2 separate regions of the Macaca mulatta genome follow, and region 1 is linked to region 2. The links are chromatin contacts, called in public Hi-C maps. All regions are on one chromosome and are shown on one strand. The core of a region is the stretch at or near the end of the contact, and the rest is flanking DNA. Distances in the headings are between cores, read along the strand shown. Region 1 overlaps TCF4 (transcription factor 4). Region 2 has its middle 64 kb from the start of TXNL1.

Evidence for each region. A called contact is a pair of places that touch in the nucleus more often than the background predicts.
Region 1: a contact with region 2 is called in a Hi-C map of fetal cortex germinal zone, with 7 times the contacts expected there. The contact joins two enhancer-like sites. A contact is called at or near these places in 5 of 14 Hi-C or Micro-C datasets (fetal cortex germinal zone, fetal cortical plate, fibroblasts and 2 more).

The regions. Positions count from the first base shown.
Region 1 is chr18:25,763,141-25,767,137 of T2T-MMU8v2.0, forward strand. It overlaps TCF4 (transcription factor 4), which reads left to right. Exons shown (of 20, transcript XM_077975076.1): 18 at 1,427-1,656; 19 at 2,144-2,284; 20 at 2,488-2,742. The coding sequence ends at 2,280. Among named protein-coding and RNA genes, the nearest start is that of CCDC68, 270 kb to the right of the region's middle. Within about 2 kb of position 2,026, at least 6 of the 40 cell types and tissues checked have an H3K27ac peak or open chromatin away from gene starts, as enhancers often do.
Region 2 is chr18:24,428,895-24,433,073 of T2T-MMU8v2.0, forward strand. No RefSeq gene overlaps it. Among named protein-coding and RNA genes, the nearest start is that of TXNL1, 64 kb to the left of the region's middle. Within about 2 kb of position 1,262, at least 8 of the 40 cell types and tissues checked have an H3K27ac peak or open chromatin away from gene starts, as enhancers often do.

The DNA of each region.
Region 1 (3,997 bases), core at 776-3,275, 1.3 Mb after region 2:
AAAATCCTCACTTACGTTTATTCATAATAGTCATTCGGAGCTTTGTAGCACATGCCGTTCTGCCTTCTTGAGACAAGACATTGTGCACATCTCTCTTTTTTACATGATAGCTCTTGGAATATTTGAGCCGTGCTGCCATGAAGGTTTCCTCATATGATATGCTTTCCAGGTGGTTCATCATCCTCTTTGCCTTCCATTCAGAAGTTTCTAATTTGTCACTGTGACACCCAGAAATGGACAGAACCAATCTTATCTTTTCAGACTATTCTGGGCCCAGCCATGTCTTTGTTATGAATCATGGAATATTTTCGTTTTCACAATCAGAAATTAGTGTTTGTCTTTTTTTTTTTTTTTTTTTTTTTTGGTTTGGTAAAAGACAGAGTCTGGCTCTGTTGCCCAGGCTGGAGTGCAGTGGCCTTATCACAGCTCACTACAGCCTCCACCTACTAGATTCAAGTGAGCCTCCCACCTCAGCCTCCTGAGTAGCTGAGACTACAGGTGTGCATCGCTGTGCCCAGCTAATTTTTTTATTTTTTATAGAGAAGAGGTCTCACTATATTGTCCAGGCTGGGATTACAGGCATGAGCCACTGCACCCAGCTTTCTGGCTTCATTTTTGACTCACAGTGAGGTCAATATCATTCATAAGCTGTAGGTGTTTGGTTTTTTTAATCGTTTTGTATGGCTGATATCAATTCAGGTTTCCCAAACTTGTTCTGGGGATCATAAACATCTATAAGATTAAAGACCATGGAAGTCATGTTTTCCTAACCTTTTATTTCATACATAGAGAAAATGAGAATTACATAGTGGGTTGACCAGGCCTTCAAAGCAAGGTAATGGGGATACCTGGAAAAAAGCCTCACTGTCTTCACTCCCACTGCTCTGGTGTCTTACATATAGGCCTTTCTTCTTACTCCTGTTAAGCTGCCTTGTATTTTTTTGACCTATCAAAATCATTTTTCAATTACTTGTTTCCCCTAGGTTTCAGATGTCACGGTATGAAAGGTTTTCTCTATATTAAAAAAATGAAGTATAAACATAAAGTCTTTTTGAAGCATGGTTATGCAGCATATGCTAAGCGTAAGTTGGTGAACGCCTGCTTTGCAGAGTGTAACCCCATTGAATAAAAAAAGCTTTGTTTCTCCTTTCTGCCCCCCTGTATCAGTATGGGCACACTCCGCACTCTAACTTTAATCTACGTCACTCTCACCTGTTTGGTTTGGGTTTAATGTCTGTGAGAAAACCAAGTATCTTGTGTATTGTGAACTGTCACAGCCAAGTCGCAAGGTCCAGTGGATATAAAAATTCTGCCAAAGACATGGCATAAGATGGAAAAGTTCCCTGAAAACTCTGGAAGAAAACAATGTAGACACCTTCTTTTTCCCCACACCATTAGAAAATGTTGCATCCCTTTTGTCCCACAGCAATAATGACGATGAGGACCTGACACCGGAGCAGAAGGCGGAGCGTGAGAAGGAGCGGAGAATGGCCAACAACGCCCGAGAGCGCCTGCGGGTCCGTGACATCAACGAGGCTTTCAAAGAGCTCGGCCGCATGGTGCAGCTCCACCTCAAGAGTGACAAGCCCCAGACCAAGCTCCTGATCCTCCACCAGGCGGTGGCGGTCATCCTCAGTCTGGAGCAGCAAGTCCGAGGTCAGTGCAGGCCGGCCTCCTTGCAGAACTCATGAGGAGCTTGTGGCAGGCACAAGCTGAGATGGGCATGCCAGCCTTGAGCAGTGGCAGACAGTAGACCTTCAAGCGTCATTCCAAAGAATTGTTTCCATTGCAGACTGTGTCTAAATCCTTAAGTAAGGCAGCATCCCTTTCTCCTGTAATTAAGTTGTAGGATTCTTATAACTAAGATTATATTGCAACTTTCCCTATATCCTTTCAGTAATTGGAGCTTAGTTTATTTGCTTTACCAACCTTTGCTTGCTGTAAAGTGGCTGTACACACTCACATGCAGTTCAGCTTTTACTAGTGACTGACCAAATGGATCGCCACAGTACGTAGTAACTGTTCCTTTTGTTCTGTAATATAAACACTGAGAAAAAGGTCAGACACGCAAGAAGAGTGCATTGCTGCCCTCTGCCAGAAGCCTCAGCATTAAACAAAGGTCCTGTGCTTTAATCCTCCACAGAAAGGAATCTGAATCCGAAAGCTGCATGTCTGAAAAGAAGGGAGGAAGAGAAGGTGTCCTCAGAGCCTCCCCCACTCTCCTTGGCCGGCCCACACCCTGGAATGGGAGATGCATCGAATCACATGGGACAGATGTAAAAGGGCAAGTTTGTTTTCAACATTTCTGAAACCGATCATTCGTAACTGTCACCAGTGTATCAGCTATAAAAGTGAATTTTACCCAAATTGACAGATACTTTCTTTCATGGAAAAAGAATTAAAAAAAAAAAAAAAAAAAAAGCAGCAGCACACTTCCTCTGTTACAAATATATTAATGAATTTTTTTTCTCTTTTTTCCTTTCTCAGGTCCAAGTTGCCACATTGCTTCATTAAAACAAGAGACCACTTCCTTAACAGCTGTATTATCTTAAACCCACATAAACACTTCTCCTTAACCCCCTTTTTTGTAATATAAGACAAGTCTGAGTAGTTATGAATCGCAGACGCAAGAGGTTTCAGCATTCCCAATTATCAAAAAACAGAAAAACAAAAAAAAGAAAGAAAAAAGTGCAACTTGAGGGACGACTTTCTTTAACATATCATTCAGAATGTGCAAAGCAGTATGTACAGGCTGAGACACAGCCCAGAGACTGAACGGCAATCTTTCCACACTGTGGAACAATGCATTTGTGCCTAAACTTCTTTTGGAAAAAAAAAAAATATAATTAATTTGTAAGTCTGAAAAAAAATATTTAATTTAAAAAAAAAATTGTAAACTTGCAATAATGAAAAAGTGTACTTCTGAAGAAAACTACATGAACGTTTTTGTTGGTATTCAAGTCAGCTAGTGTTTATAATTACTGGATATTGAATTAGGGGAAGCTCGGCTGCCCTAGTAACAAAACCAGCAAACGTCCTGATGACAACGAAGTGATGACATTAGCCATTCCTTAGGGTAGGAGGAACAGATGGATCTTATAGACCTATGACAAATATATATATAAATATATATATAAATATATATTAAAAATTTAGTGACTATGGTAAGCTTTTGTTCATTTGTTTCAGACTTTTTTCTCCTGTAAAAAAATAGTACTGATTAACTTTTTTAAAAGAAAGATTTTACTGTAAATATGGATTTTTTTTTTTGTCTTATTTCTGTCCCTTTCCCTGGTTTGTTATCGTAACCTGTAGTGCCAACTCTGCTTCCAGAGGGGTAGTGCAGGATGAAATGCTGACCCTGATGTTGCTTCTCATTCATAAATAAGTAGAAAGTTGTTTCTCCAGTCTTTTGGGAACACAGGACTTAAAAGTCACATCATGTGTAGATATTACAAGCAGCATTACCAAGACATGGCAAAAAGAGTTTGTCTGAATTGTAATGTTGCATTTGTGACCCTATTCTGGGATTTTCAGAGGTACAAGGTTAGAATGCTACAATGTTACCACTGTGCCTTCCAATGTTTATATCATCGGAAACATAACATAATCAAAGTGGCTGTGATTTAACAAAATGATTAAAGTGTTACCTACCTGTGTAGCCGAAGTAGTGTGCAGTGAGGCGTTTCTGAATACATGGTCAGATTTTTGGAAAAAAACAAAAACAAAAAAAACAAGTAAAGTTCAAAAACCGTCAAATGAGAAAATTGCAAGTAGTGTGGCAGAGCTGATTGATTTTGTTGCTTTCTTGATTTTTTTTTTTCAAAATGGGTTTACTAAAATGTAGATGACTTAACTGCCTCCTCCTTCATCTGAAAAATGCCAATATTCAATCATCATGCAGCATTATAACAAGCCTTATAAGTCCTAAAGCATTAAGTTGCACTTTTTTGAGGAGGGGTAGTGCAGTATTTCTCTGGCCAGTATGAATGAAGTT
Region 2 (4,179 bases), core at 12-2,511:
CTCCTGCTTCAGCCTCCTGAGTGTCTGGGATTACAGGTGTGTGCCACCTTGCCCAGCTAATTTTTGTATTTTTAGTAGAGATGGGGTTTCACCATGTTAGCCAGTCTGGTCTTGAACTCCTGACCTCAGGTGATCTGCCCGCCTCGGCCTCCCACAGTGCTGGGATTACAGGTGTGAGCCACCACACCCAGCCAGAATGGTGACTTTTAAGCACCTTATATTCTAAACTAGAAAACAGAAGTCACCTTATTAATTTTTAAAATCGTACATCCAAAGACCTATATCACCTCACACCAAGGTGAGGACAAATTTTGCGCCAAATTATTTATGGTATCTTAAAATTGAAATACTTTTTTTTTTTTTTTTTTTTTTTTTGAGACGGAGTCTCACTCTTACCCAGGTTGGAGTGCAGTGGTGCAATCTCAGCTAACCACAACCTTTTTCTCCTGGGTTCAAGCAATTCTCCTGCTTCAGTCTCCCAAGTAGCTGGGATTACAGGTGCACACCACCACAGCCGGCTAATTTTTTTGTAATTTTAGTAAAGACAGGATTTTGCCATGTTGGCCAGGCTGGTCTCGAACTCCTGACCTGCCTCAGCCTCCCAAAGTTCCAAGATTACAGGTGTGAGCCACCGCGCCTGGCTGAAATACATTTCTTTACTAGGCAATACAGCTAGTTTTCAAAGAGTATAAGTATACAGAGAAAAATGATTTCCTCATCTCCATATCTCTACCCCACTTCTAGTCTCCAGATCTTTCTCACAGGGAACCACCACTCTCTGTTTCTTACATATTATTCTGGAGTTGTTGTTACCCACATGTTTATAATGTCTTTTGGTATATGTTCTGTTTCTTCCCTATAGCAGAAGATCAATGGAGATATATATCTATATATATTTTTTCTCCATTTGTTTTGGGTTTTGTTGAATTTAAACATGTATTTATTACCCATTTGTTTTAAATATATATCTTAAATTTAACAAAATAATTTATTTACATGTCTTTATATATTTATTTAACATATATTTAAATTCGACCAAAAACCAAATCAATAAAGCCTCCCTGATGCTGAGATAGTGATTAGATGCATCTTTTCATGACTACTTTCCTGTTTACCAGAACCAAGAAGTGAGCAGACTCAGTTGGAATCCTGCCTTTACTGCGAGAGTGAGGATATATTTTCGTCTTCCAGGGGCACGGTGGGTAGGGAGCCGCAGTGCTGATACCGAGCGTGGCTGGCGTCAGAGCCTCGGTCTGCCAGTGTGTCGGCGCTGGCACGACCTGTCCCACATGCCTGGGAAGCTCTTGCTGAGCAGGGATTAGGATGCCAGCATCTGATGCACAGGGTTGCTTCCTGCTCCCCCTTGGAGTCCTGACGAGAAATGACCTTGTTCAACCCTGCTGAGCTTCCTAGATTTACTGGGCTTATAGCAACACATGGGAAGGAGATTATGTTTATTTTTAAAACATAAAAAAATGCAACCTTCCCAAGGCCGTTGTGGTGTCTGTGTGCAACAACACAAATACACACACACATGCAACGTATGTATAATCACTTCTAATTAACTTCAACTCTTCCTGCAAAACTAAGTGTGAAGTCTTAAAGACTTGTCAGCTTCTCTGCCTGTGAAATTTATCTGCTTCTAATTGTGAATAACAATACATTCGAGGTTAGCTATAAATGACTCAGATTTCATAGGAATTGAGTCTTAAAACTACATTTGAAGATGAATACAGTTATGCAAAACATTTTTGTGGTATGTTTCCAGTTAAAAATGTAGTTATTTATGCTTATCCAGAATGTTGTTTTTCTCCCTAAACCACTGTGGTTCTTTCTGACATCCCTGAAAAAATGGATGTGATTGATTGCAAAGTCAGCCCAAATTTAAAAGGTATAAAGCCACAGATATGCCTAAAATAAAAATGAGTATACTATTGTAATGGATCGAAAGATGAATTCAGTTTACAATTTCACAAAACATAATATTCAAAGAGTGAATATCAAATAGGATTAAGAATTGTTTTCCCTCCTTCTGCCACGTTTAGAGTACTGGATACTCTTCCAGATTTCGCCACTAGATGTCATGAAGAGTCCAGTTAAATACAGTAGGCAGTCGCGTACAGTCTAATACAAAAACTTTTAAAGTTTTTTCCCAATTTTGTAGTTAATTTGGATGGGAAGCTATTTCCTTTTGAGTTTATGTCAAAAATAAACCCTATGGATTAATTTTAAGTGAGATGTTAGAAACTCTTAATGTGATAAGGTATTAAATGCTGGGACGCTAACCTATTAAGTAGGCATTGGGATTAACTCCAGGGAGAATGTCATGTGCTGGGTGCAGAATCAGAATTGTGCTAAGATCTGCTCTGGAGACATTAGCTTGTAGATCCCTGCCTTCCTTTCCTTTTGAAATAGGAATGGGCTTGTCAGATTGTGTGGTCATCAAAGTTTCATAAGATTGTTCATAAAACTAGACTAGTGAGAGGAACAAAAAAAGGGGAGGACTTCATGCTTAGGTGACAATGTTTGAATTTAGATTTTGAGATCCATTAACCAAAGTAATTCTGGGAGACTAGAAATGATCAATTGAAGTTTAAAGAGAAAAAGTTTGATTCAATAACAAGAACTTCCCAAAAATATAATAGTTCATCATGTAACACAGTGCCTTATGAAGCAATGAGGTCCTTGTTACTGCAAAGGTTCAAGCACCTACATAGTGGCCATCAATGGGGGAGATATCCTAGAAGAGATGCTTTATTTGGGGAAGAAACTGGACTAAGTGACACTAAGGATTCTTAGATCCATGATTCTACACATGGTGATGACAATCAATCAACAGCCAAGAAAGCAGCAAGAGTTGAAAATGTGTGCTTCCAGAAATACTAATGAAATATTTGAGTTTACTTAAACCAGGGAAAGTAGGGTTCTTAAAGAAGCCACGCAGGGGAATTGCCATGATTGTGCTGTTTTGTGAGGCTCTGCCTGGGAAGCACCAGTGAGAAGGAACTGTTCGGCTTTGGTGCTTCTAGCCTCTGGTTCCAAAAAGCTGTGTCCCATCCCAGGGACACAGCTCTTCTCCCCCAAGCACACATGGTCTATTTGGCCCTCCTCTGCTCATTAAAAGTTGATCTCAACTCATCCTTGTAAAGTAAATCTGAGAGTAACTTGAGTGACAGTCATTCCAGTGTGTTGCATTTTATTAGGGAACAAAGCCTTAAGGCGAAACTAAAGAACTGAAACTCAGTCTGGGAATGGAAGGTCTCAGCTGGCTTGTAGGGGAGGAAACGGGCCCTTGTTTGACCTCTGGACAGTTGCTTTTTCTGCCAAGACGATAAGCCCCAGAGTATGGCTGGCTCTTGAAGGACATCACGTGAGCTACTGAGATTGATAAAAACAAAACAAAATATTTCCACATACTTCTTGCTCTTAACAAAAGAACCACAGCTGAGATATGACCTAAGGCTACCCAAGACCTTGAGGTACAATCCTAATATGTATCAGGGAACATGGCTTGATACAATCGATCTAAATATATTCAACAAAAGCCAGATTTTCTAACATCTTTCTAAACTCAGAGTTTGGTAAAATGTCACATGATTAGCATAGAAAGTGGGTTTACTATTTCCTTCTCATTCCAAGAGTGAAAGGATTTAGTCAGGCTCACACTCTCTAGGTATGCAAGAGAGTTGCTCACCTGTTTACTTGGACTCTTGACCAGATGTTAAATGAAACATTTTCATCTCCATCCCCACAGTATCATAGATGCTTAGAGCTGGGGTGATCCCTGATGGATCCCATGGATCTCTAGGCCAATATCTTAATTTCACAGATGAGAAACTGAGGCCTGGAGCAGCTTTCTAGACTGGCAGTTTGCTGTCCCCCCACCACACTGTCACCTTCCCAAAGGTGTGTGCTTGAAACACAGAGAGGTTTATACTGACCCAGGCACACATCTCCACCTGGTCCTGCAGGGAATCATGAACAGAGATGCCTGGGTGGGAGTGGAAATGTGATCTATTGCCGTCATCTACATCAATGGTTCTTATGATTTTACTACCAAGGGCTGAATGTAATAACTGCCCCCCCTCGCAGTGGGTCTTATGTTTTCAAAGATTAGGTCTACAAAACGAACCCCATTTGTTGAGTATTTGTTATTGCAAGAACTTGCAGACAGGTATT